Linked DNA regions of Gossypium hirsutum: regions 2 and 3 are each linked to region 1. A link is a contact called in public Hi-C data. All regions are on one chromosome and are shown on one strand. Each heading gives the region's core, a stretch centred on a gene start, on an enhancer-like site or on the middle of the called end of the contact. The rest is flanking DNA. Distances are from core to core; before and after follow the strand shown. Region 1 holds the start of LOC107951810 (transcription factor bHLH87). Region 2 has its middle 12 kb from the start of LOC107952367. Region 3 holds the start of LOC107951933 (serine/threonine protein phosphatase 2A 55 kDa regulatory subunit B beta isoform).

The links. Hi-C and Micro-C count contacts between places; a contact is called where the count stands out from the background.
Region 2: a contact with region 1 is called in a Hi-C map of leaf, with 2.2 times the contacts expected there. The contact joins the enhancer-like site here to the promoter of LOC107951810 in region 1. A contact is called at or near these places in 2 of 34 Hi-C or Micro-C datasets (both in leaf).
Region 3: a Hi-C map of leaf shows a contact between it and region 1, with 2.2 times the contacts expected there. The contact joins the promoter of LOC107951933 here to the promoter of LOC107951810 in region 1. A contact is called at or near these places in 2 of 34 Hi-C or Micro-C datasets (both in leaf).

Annotation. Positions count from the first base shown.
Region 1 is chrA02:82,993,432-82,997,155 of Gossypium_hirsutum_v2.1, forward strand. It overlaps LOC107951810 (transcription factor bHLH87), which reads left to right and starts at 1,889. Exons shown (of 4, transcript XR_001698621.2): 1 at 1,889-2,164; 2 at 3,133-3,276; 3 at 3,377-3,724.
Region 2 is chrA02:83,260,855-83,264,885 of Gossypium_hirsutum_v2.1, forward strand. No RefSeq gene overlaps it. Among protein-coding and RNA genes, the nearest start is that of LOC107952367, 12 kb to the left of the region's middle. Within about 2 kb of position 1,642, at least 5 of the 9 cell types and tissues checked have an H3K27ac peak or open chromatin away from gene starts, as enhancers often do. A contact at or near this core is called in leaf, where this site is marked.
Region 3 is chrA02:82,597,458-82,601,689 of Gossypium_hirsutum_v2.1, forward strand. LOC107951933 (serine/threonine protein phosphatase 2A 55 kDa regulatory subunit B beta isoform) reads left to right here and starts at 2,515. Exons shown (of 14, transcript XM_016887119.2): 1 at 2,515-3,023. The coding sequence starts at 2,912.

The DNA.
Region 1 (3,724 bases), core at 639-3,138:
CAACATTTTCTAAAATTGAGTTGTTACACTCAAGGCGAGAAGGAACATATATTGAAATTTATCTCTTTGACGATCAAAATCACAAAAGCGGATTGAAGGACCAAAAGTTAGAGAATTCTTGAGGAAAGTTTTGGTGCTGATTTTGAAAAAAAAAGTTTTATTAGAAGAGAATGAGATTTTTGGGTTATTTGTTGGAGGTCCCTAATCGTCGATTCATCGACAGACATGATGATAAAGTGCAACTAGGGTTTTGACAAAAAAAAAATAGAAGAGGAAGAGAAAGGGACACCACGACGAAGAAAATTTTTTTAATTAACAATTAAAATGTAAAAGTAATTAGGGTAGGCTATACAAATGGTCACCAAACTATGCCTGTTTCTCTCTTTTGGTCACCTAACTTTAAAAAATTAAAATTTAGGCGCTACTATTTGAATTCATTCCTCTTTTGGTCCCCCGTCGTTGAATTGATAACTAAAAGCCTTATTTAATTGGTATAGTAACACATTTAGTTCACAATACTTACATATTTTATCAATTTGATCCTCAAACTTTCAAACCAAAGCTTTCACCGTTTAAAATAGAGGCATCCCACATCCATAAATTTGTAAAACCCAAAAAGAAAAGAAATTTTCTCAACTAGGGATGCCTCTATTTTGGGTTTTACAAATTTATAAATGTGGGATGCCTCTATTTTAAAAGCTGAAAGCTTTGGTTAGAAAGTTTAAGGATCATTTTGATAGAATTTGTAAATATGAAGGGTTAATTTTTTTTAATTATTTAGAATTAGGATCAAATTAATAAAACATGTAAGTATTGTGAACTAAATGTGTTAGCATACCAGTTAGAATAAGGCTTTTCATTATCAATTCAACTACAGGTGACCAAAACAAGAAGGCGAGCATTGTTGTATGACCATTTGTATAATTTACGCAAGTAATTAATTAAATTTATTTATTTATTTTAATTATGGAAATTTAAAAATATATTAGAAGGGAATTAACTTTTGTTAAAACATGTCACAATTTCATTGAATTTTATTAAAAATATTTATTTTGTTTTATTTTATTTATGTTTTATTTAATATGTTAGGTTTAAAAAAGGGAAATTTTAATACAAGTCCCTCTTCTATACCATTCAGCATTTTCCTTGGGTCCACCATGTTAGTACATGTTAGAGTTTAACACTATTAAATTTAAGTACTAAAAGGTTGAATACAAATCGGATAAATTGAAAGAACATGTATTATATATAGTAGTGAAAATTTTATTAAAGTATAAAGGTAAATTTTTTTAAAATATATTTATTACATAATTTTTTATTTATAATCTAATTGTTATAATTTGAATGGGTATTGTTTAAAAATTATATTTATTATTATACCGGTAACTTCTTTATTTTTTTATTTTTTATTTTGAAGATGAAAGATAAATAATGCAGACGCAAATCACAACTGAACCGTTGAAAGTTGGAGTCTTGGATGATTGAAATACTCCATGGTCCCCACAGTCCCCCTGTTTAGATTTCGCCCACGTGGGAGATGGCTATCCATTTATGGAAGCTCCCAATCATGATGCGCCACATGTGATCCGGAGTGTTGCCTTCACGTGTTCATAACGGTTTAGGATTTTTGCAGAAATAACGCGGGAGAGAGGATCATAGCGGCATTTATTTGGATTTTGATAAGAGATAGGGGGACCATCCGATAAATTACAAAAATATTAGGCCACCATTAACAATACTTGTGGACCTATCTTCATTTTAATATTTTCAACACATCGGCCAGCCTGATTAACGCACAGAGGTGAATTGCTTGAATTAAATTTTAGTACCCAGGAAATGTTAAAAATAATGGACTCCCAAATGAGCATGAAAAAGATTGAGAATAGGTGGCACCCGACATATCTTTCAATAAGATCATGGATGGTTTGGTAATTGTGACAGGATAAATCAAGTTCAACCGTCAAACTCTCTAGGATTTAAGACCAACTACTTCTAATTACTGAAAACACTCATTTAATGCTCCTTCCTTGTATATATTCTCACTGCTTATCTGCAGATTTGGTGAAGAAAAACGCCACATAGTTGACAATATAAGGGAAAGGTTGGCAGTGGCATATACAAAGGGGAACCCATTCACTGAGTTGTAATGATGGGGCGCATGTGGGTACGACTCTCTTTTCTTTTCTTTTCTCTATTCTATTTCTTTCTCTGCTTTCCCTCTTGCAAGTACAACCATCTGTATTTAATAAAGTGAAATGAAAATATATTATATGTATGTTATATTAGAATGGTTGAAGAGACAAAATTCTGTAAGCAACTTGCTTTCTGCACTGTCTATATATCTATTATCTTCTGCCTCTGATCCTCTGATTATCCCTTTCCTTTGGCCTGCAAACATATATCAGGCAGTCCCCCACTACTCAAAATGGCAATCTATGAAGCGTAGCTGCTGTTTAATTGATGCCACTGTACTGAAATGTTTAAATTCACCTCACCCTTATAAACGAGCATTTAATTCTGATATGTGGGTAGGTACCATAGTTGAGACTGGAAACTGGGATACCAGTCATGATTAATTAGAGACTGTCAAATAGATGCTTGTTTTGACTGCAGTTTTTTTTTTTGAAACTTTACAGTGCACATTAAATTTCCATGAGCAACCAAAAGGATGTCATGTCAGATTATTTCCCGCACTAGAAATATATATATATATATTATTAAACTATATAGTTTAAATATGCTTCACTAATATCTCAAATGCTCCCCATCTGCAGAAATATATATCCATACACACCCACCAAACTGACCCAGAAAGCCTTATCTTTTCCACACTCCACATTACTGATTACACCTCTTTTCAACTTTTGAAACTATGTTATTTTATGTTAAGCTATTCTTTTTTTCTTTTATTTTAAGTCCTAATACAAAGTATTTGTTGGATTATAAAACTAGTTCTCTTTTTTTTGTTTTTTTTTCCCTTACCTATCTATATAAGCATGCATGCCTTTTAACAACATTACTGAGTGTGTCAACTATGTTTATATACAGAATAGCTTAAGGTAGATGAAAAATCTAATTCCCTTAACTCGTCGTATGCATGATTTTGTTTATGGTTTCATGTTTATCATTCAGTTTCCATGACTGATGCTTCGTGATCAAGAATTAGAGAGGATTTGGTCCAACTTAGTCTCTGTTAAAAGAATTGCGACAAATATTTTTCACTTGTGTCTTTTTGTCGAAGCCAAACTCAACCAGCTGCAGTAGGATCTGGATTTGGTATGTACTTTTACTCAAATTTCTATCAACTTTATATATTCATCTGCATTTCTTTCAATCCTTGGATTAATATGTTGAAGTTATTTTATTTTGGGCTCAGAAAAAAAAGTTTCAGCCATGGATGGCTTGGGATGGGATGAATTAAATTCATTGCCTGTTTGGAACAGTGAGCCAAATGATGTAGAAGACAGTTTCCTAATTTCCAACTCAAATTCTTCCGTTTATGGTGACAAGATGAATCTGCCAGATGATATCTTCGTTAATTCAATTCAAGAACTCCAAGATGCTCAGCCATCCCTTGTGAATCCAGATGCAGATATAGTATCTGAAATGGTTAATCCACAGCCAGTTCCTGCATCAGCTTGTGGTATAACACAAGAATGGTGCTCTTCTCCATTGTTGAATAGCTCAGCCTATGGTTTGAACTCATCAAACGCTTCAGTTTCTG
Region 2 (4,031 bases), core at 392-2,891, 270 kb after region 1:
AAAGAAAAAAACAACAACATTGCTAGACCTAAAGATATGAATGGATACTGGAGAGAGAACACAGCGGATATATGTAAGGCGATCAGTGAGTATTTTCAAAATTTATTCTAGTCAAATTTAAATTCTAATACTGTGCTAAACCTTGACTATGTAGAGAGATGTATTTCAAGGGAGGTTAATGACAGACTGCTGAAGAATTTTACAGATAACGAAATTAAGGAAGCTTTTAGTGAAATGGATCCTAGGAAAGCCCTGCGAATTGACGGTTTGTCAGGGAATTTTTTAGAGAAAACTGGGAAGTGGTGGGGGAGGATATTATTAAGTTGTGTCATGATATTCTTAGGGGTGTGAAAAATGTGGATTGTTTAAATGACACTATTATTGTTTTAATTCCTAAAACTAAAGAGCATGTGGATATGACTAATTTTAGGCCGATCAGTTTTTGTAGGGTAGTGTACAAAATCGTCGCCAAATTGCTTCCAAATCGTCTGAAGGAGACACTCCCGTTATGCATTAGCCAAAATCAGAGCACCTTTGTTCCGGGGAGGATGATCCACGACAACATTTTAATTGCCCATGAGCTAGTCCATTATCTCCAAAGTGCAAAGAATGGGCCTAACAAAGGTTTTGTAATTAAGCTTAATATGAGCAAAGCATACGATCGGGTGGAGTGGACTTTTATTGAAGAGGTATGAAAAAAATGGGCTACGCAAATGATTGGGTGACTAAAATAATGAGATGCATTCGATCGGTCCATTATGTTGTCAAATGCAATTATACCCTATCCGAGACAATTAGGGGATCCTCTTTCTGCTTACCTATTTTTATTTTGCATGGAAGCGTTTTCAAAGCTGTTAATTCGTGCTAAAAAAACAATATGCTTAAGGGAATTCAGGCTAGCATAAATGGGTCTCGTATTAATCATCTTTTTTTTGTCAACAACGCACTCTTTTTTTATTCGTAATAGAAAAAGGGATGCGGAGGAATTGTTAATATTATTGCAAATTTTAATTATGATTCGGGCCAAGAGGTAAATAAGGACAAATCTATGATTATGTTTAGCCTGAAAACCCCGTTGGCCCAAAGGCAACTACTTAGTTTTATGATTGGCTTGCGTATTGTTGATAAGCTACCTAAGGTTACCGTTACCTGTTAGTAGAAAAAAATCATTAGCTTTTACTAACATTATTAATCAATGCAGTTGCAGAATAAACATTGGTCAAAACGCTAGCTATCTTACGGAAGGAAAGAGGTTTTCATGAAAGCCATTATTCAGGCTATTTCGACTTATGCTTTCTCAGTCTTTCTGGCCCCAAAAGGCATTATTGAGGACCTTTATTCACAAATGGATTGGATGTGGTGGACTAATAATGACAAGACTCGTGGCTGGGCTATGATGGCTTGGAATAGGCTTTGTTACCCAAAGGGAATGGGAGGTATGGGCTTTCAAGATTTACATCTGTTTAACTTGGCATTATTAGGTAAACAAGTTTGGAGACTTATGACTCAAAAGGATGCTTTATGTTTTAAAGTGTTAAGTGCCAAATATTTCTCGGATGGTGACGTGTTCAGATACAAACAATGTGATAAACTGTCTTTCACCTGGGCGAGTATTGCTAAGGCGATTGAAGTGTTAAAGGACGGCTTTATATAGCAAGTGGGCGACGGTGTCACGATTGATATTAGGCGGGATCATTGGGGGGTTGAAGGCATCAAAGGTGAGTCGGTTTGTCGGTCCACTTTTACTAATGATGAAAGAAAAGTCAAAGATCTTTGGGACCACAACAACAGGCGGTGAAAAAGGGATAGGGTTATTGAGATTTATGGCAAATATTATAGAAAAAATGATAAGGTTGACCTTTGGGTCGTTTTTCCTTTAAAAAAAATGAAACATGAGAAATAAAAAAAATTCTACATTTATATGGATTCAAATCAATATGTCATACAATGGCATTTTTTGAGATTAAGTTTTGAGAGGCCTTAAAGTCATCTAAAAAGTTCAAAAAAAAATTAAATAAATTAAAGTTTCTCAAAATTTTGAAGAGTCAAGGCCCCTTAAGCTCCATAAAGATCTACCCTTGATACCATATTTAATATTTAAAAAACAAATAATTTACAAATTAAATCACCAAACATAACATCTATTTTCATATACATTATAAAACTTTAATTTAATCCATTTAACTTTATTATTAATAATTTAAGTCCGTGAAATTTGTTTATCATAAAATTGGCTCAAGGATTTTACACATAAGTTTTATAAGTTATTTGTATTTTCTCAAACATTTGATTTGGGTAAATTATTATTTATTTTATTTACTAAAAATTTTTAATCCATGCCTGAATATTCAATATTTTTATGATTTTTATTTTGATTTGTAACTAGAAAAACATGTTAGAGGGCTTTTTAAAGATTTTTTTTTGTCTACCAGAAACATGTACATTTATTATTTCAAAAGTAAAAACAAATCAACCTAACTAAAGATGAGTCCATGTACAAGATTGGAGTTGATCATGGATCGGATTATTCGTTCATGCTCGAAACCTTACTCAAAAAATGGAAGGGTTTGAATAAAAATATAGGTCCAAAAAATAGACTTGACAAAAATAAAACCTATTTTCTTATCTTTCTATTGTTGTTCTAAGTCCCAGTATCAAAATGGTTTTTGTCTATGATGTATATTGTTTTTTTTCTATCTTTCCATAAAAACTTTCATACTAACTTTTTTCTCTCTTTTTGACTCAATGACTAATTCATAAAATTTTAATTTAAGTTTATTTTTGTAACACCCCTAATTTTAGGGTTAGGAGTTTTGAGATTTATAAGTAGGGTTAGTGGCTAGATCAGAAAATTGGGTTCGAGTCCTTGTGTGTGTTTTGAGAAATTTTTTTTATGCAACTTCAATTTTTTTTTAAATTAAAAATATTTACTTATTTATTTTTAATTGTATTTTTATTATTTTGGGAAAAGGAAGTAAAATTTTCTTTTTCATTTTTCACGTTCTCTTTTTCCTCCGTCACACTTTTTTTTTCTTTTGCTCTTCTTCTTCTTCTTCTTTTCTTAATTCTTTTTCGCACAATCAATTTTCTTTCATTTTCTTCTTGGATTGTTTTTGTTGCATCGGTTCGTTTACATATTTTTTGGTCGAAAAAAGCTTCAGATTCGTATTGAGGTTATCGACGTGTGTTGATTGAGCTCGAGGCATTTTGATTATGAATCAGGTGCGGGATTCGAACCTTATCTAATTTATTTGTGAATTGTTGATTTGACAATTCTTGTATGTGCTCTAAACCATTGATTTTGGGTATTTAGTTGTTGAGGAACTATGGAGAATACTGCGTATTTCGTTATAGTTTTGTTATAGCAAAGGTTAGGGACTGATTTGATGGCTAAAACGACAATTTCGGCCTGTTCCGGTGTGGTTTCATGACCACACGGGTGGCCAAACGGGCGTGTGCATTTTCATACGGCCGTGTGGAATTAGGAATTAGGATTTTTAGGCAAGATTAGCTACCATACTGCCTGGCCATGTAGCCGTGTGGCTAATTTGGGGAAATTAGTCGACATTCACACAATCGTGTCCCTTGGGCACATAGGCATGTGAATTTGGGAATTAGGGTTTGGGTGTTTTAGTGCCACACAACCGTGTGGCTAATTTGGGGATTTAGAGATCTCACACGAGCGTGTGTTAGACATACGACTGTGTCTGGTGGGCACACAATCGTGTGAGACTCTTACATGGTAAGCACAATTGGACTGAGAGTCACATGGCCATGTCACTAGCTCACACAGGTATGTGCCTCCTCCCACAGGGCATGTCTCCCCCTCATATGGACGTGTTGACCCTACACGGCTGAGACATTTCCACATGGCCAAAGCACATGGCCATGTGGCCCTAAGTCACCAATTTTAGTTCTGTGTATGTTTTTTATCTGAAAATGTGTCTGTGTGTTCTGGCCATTGGCTAAGATTTAGTGAGGGTTGTTAACACTCTAATCTGGGTTTCAGCTTATGTGTTATTTGTGACTGT
Region 3 (4,232 bases), core at 1,265-3,764, 400 kb before region 1:
GAAATATAAATTTTAAATATTTTTAAGCAATAAATATTAATTATTTATAAAATTTAATTAGAATATATAAACTATATTTTAAATATTTAAATATAACTATTAAATATTTATAATTAGTATTTTAAAAAAATATTTTTAATTAATGATTTTAACACATTTGTAATTAAACACCAACAAAAAATAGAGGAAATTATTATGTTATTGAAAAGCCGAAAAAAGAAATTAAGCATTAAAAGTGCTTTTTAGAGAAGAAAAGCTAAAAATTTTAGTTTATTCTTTTTAGAAATACTTTTAAAAAATACTTCTGAAAAACTAAAAATGTCAGTTAAAAGTAGTTTGTTTAGCACAACTTTTTTTTTCAGAAGTATTTTTAGAGCTAGAAATGCTTTTTTTAAGTACTACAGAACAAGCCCTTAGTTTAGGAATAAATTTTAAAAATGCATTTAAGAAAAAAAATTTTGGGAAGAAACTAAAATTTTTAACAATACTTTTATCTTAAAAATATTTCTTAAAAACAATACTAAATACATTACTTACCTAAAATAAAAAAATAATTCTAAATACACCCTAAAAAAGGAGTGCCTCCTCGCACAGGTAAAATAAAAAAGAAACCAAAATTGACGTGGTTAGTTGTGTTGAAAGCTTGTCAGATCCTTGCCTTTAGACATTGGTGCTTCAGATCACTAGCCTCCGAGTTTTCTTCATCTTGTAAAAGTCATTGGCTTTATTTTAGATCAATGTCTTATACGATATTTTAAATCCAATCTGCTTCATATTTCTTTTCATCGACGAAACGAAATGACTGTTCAAAAAAATAAAAATTCTATACTCATTTAACATTTAAATTTTAAATGTTAAAAATTTCAAGAAAATAAAATATAAAATTTCAAGAAATAATCAGTATTAGAAAATAAATATTTTATTTTGAAAAATATAAAAATTTCTATACTCATTTAACATTTAAATTTTAATATATGTAGTTTAATTTTGAAACATTAAATCCCTTTCTATATATTTTTATTTAAAAATTTTGATGCTTTTACGAACTTCCATCTAACTTTGCCTTTAGTTGTAGACATGACAATCATGAAAAATAAGGCAAAGATAACTTTTATAGCTTATAGTTTTTTTTTTTATCAATTTAACCCCTATTATTTAAAAATACATAATATTGTAAAACAAATGAATGATAAATATTTGTTTTTATATTTTCAATAAATATATTTTTTCTATAATATTAAAAATTACTGAATAATTAGAAACTCATTCAAAAATAAAAATTTTAAAATAAAAAGTTATGCCTTTCAATTCAGGCCACCTGTTGGTATTCATGTCACTGGTTACTAAATTTTAAGGATGTTAATGGTTTGTTGTTACTACCAATCCCTTTATGGTTGTTGATTAGCATAATATTCTTCTATTGTTATGTAAATGTCATATAATTTATGAGGTAGACAGAAACTAGTAATTACCATTGGTTTTTGCTTCTCCAAATGTAAAAGACCATAACATCATTCCATGGGTTATAGGTTAATGTAGTTTGCAAAGAGAATTATGTAGTATATAACCATATATGCCTTAACTCTTCTTTTTATTTAATCTTTTAGCAATCAAATGGGTGGCTATTGGAAGAGAAACCTCATTTGACAAAATTCAAAGGTAATAATTTTTTTATGGAAATTTATATAGTGTATTTGTGGGGATTGTATTAGCCTTAAGAATCAATTTAGTTATGTGATTTTTAATTGGGTTCACGAGTTGACTAGAGTAGTTTTATTTTCTGCTCATCTGCATATTTGAGATTCAGTTCCACATTTTACAAATGATGGATATTAGGATGGGCGTATGGGTGTAAGGGGAGGGCCTGGTGGTCTGGGTTAGTTTTATTGTCCATTTTTCGCTGGCTACTCTCTTGTGCTTTCTTTAATCAATGATATTGCCATTTACTTCAAATTATATATATTATAACTAAATTAAATGATTTTTTTTAATTTTAAATATTTTTTAATATTTCATAATTTTATAAAATATAATTTTTAATTGAAAATATGTAAAAAGATATTTCTTAATTTTTTTAGAATGTTTTATGTATTTTTAAAATTAAGGGCCAAATCGATAAACGAATATAAAATGTTTTAAGTACTATAAAAGTTTTTCAACAGCAAAATTGGATGGAAGGAGCAAGAATTTTAAATCAATGAAAATATCAAAAAAAATATCTCAAGGATTAAATTTTAAATTGTGAAAGAATAGAGGACTTTTGACAAATTTAAACCTTCAAAAGAATCAACTTAGCTCGATGAAACCGTATAATTAGAGAATAAACAATTCACAAGTCTCACTCACTGGACTCCTAAAATTTCACTTGTACTAATACCCGTCCTCCCTCGATCAAACGGCGCCTCTTTACTGAATCACTCAATCAAAACCCACAGTCAAAGTGGAAAACATGACAGTATGTAACGCTAGCATATACACAAAAAATATTAAATAGAGAAAAAGAAGCTTGCATTATTGAGAGAGAATTCTATTTTCCCTGCTCAGTCATTTCAGTCCTTTTAAGAAAAAAAAAATTCCTAAAAATCCAAAATTCTCCTTCGCAAAGAGAAAAAGATAGGAATATATATTTCTTCTCAGGAAGAGGGAGAAAATTTGGGTGTCTGTTGTTTGTTTTTCTTTGGGTTATTGTCAATGGTTGAATTATAGAAATCGAAACAAATATTTCAAATTTTACCCCTTTCGAGTTTAACAAGGAAGAGAGAACAAAAATAGCTAACTCAAGATGCGATCTTCAATTTGATTTTGGGAGTGTGGTTGAATCTAGGCCGTTTGGTTTTCAATTTTCGTGATTGATTATTAGACAGTGAAATTACAGGCAGAAAGGCAAACCCAAAAAAAGAAAGAGAGAGAAATGCACGGAGGCGATGAGGTGGTCGCAGCTCTGGCAGGACCGCCACAACCGTTGGATTGGAAATTCTCTCAGGTTTTTGGTGAAAGAACCGCTGGAGAAGAAGTTCAAGAAGGTAAATTATTATTGTTTCTGGATCCAATCGGTAATTTGTAGGTCTTTTTAGAACTAGGGTTTATTTTGGTGCTTTGGATCTATTTGGGATCATGGGATATTGAGTAATTATTGTTTAGGTTAATGGGTATGAGAAATTGTGACTTTTTTTTTTGTAAGGTTTTTGCTTTCTTTTGGTTCCAAATAATGCTTGGAATAATATCTGGGTATTTTGTTAGAAATAAGATAGTGTGGAAGTGAAGATGGTGAAGTTAGTGATGGTGCATGCACAAAAAGTTGTGCCTTCTTTGTGTGTTTCTGGTAATCGTTTTGATTTTAATAATTTATGTACTTTTCTTCTGGTTTTGGGGTTTTAGTGCATGGCAATTGATTAACAGTTTTGAGATTTGAATTGAAATTGGAATCTGGGTATTATCACTTTGTTAAGATGGAGATAGACAATGTTTCATGAGTTTATGGCACAAATCATAACTCATGGATGAATGACAGCATTGATGTGGCACGGGTATACCATTTATATGATGGGGGTTCAGATTCCTAGCTTTATTTGGTGGTGGTTTATTTCTAATATGAATCGGTTATGTTATGGTATGGTAAACTTCTTAGTAAGTGGGACAGTCAGAAAATGGGTTAGATTATGAGTTGATTGATGCAAGATTGTGTGCTGCTGCTAGGAAAGAAATAATTCTGTGATTGGTAGATATTTGGCTGTTTAGATACTACTTCAAATTTTTATTGATCAATTTAGTACTCAATACTGAAACTTGGCTTAACAATTTGAATTCAATCCTGTGTAAGTATAATGTGGGTAAACTTTGAAGCATGCTACTGAAACAGATGACTAGTGGCCTTAGGTTTTCAGAAACATCAAAGTATGCATGGTAATAGTTCGGGTTGGATTAGTGAGATATGGATAGCTTTCAGAAACATTTCTGTTGACTCTGGTTGAATTGATAACTATTTTCTATATGCAATAACTCAAGCATAGCTAATCATTGCAAAATTCTATTTTGAGTTCTGGAGAGGCAATTAATCATAGTCTCTGGCTAGGATTTTTTTCTTTTTTTGTTTTTTGGAAAGGAACTATCTTGGACTTTCTCACTAGCTGTTCAGTAGCTCTCTTTTTATTCTTCTTGTCTCTCCAAATTAAGCTTGTTATCGCCACAATGACATTTTTCTAAGCTTGGTAGAATAATAATGATGCAAGGGC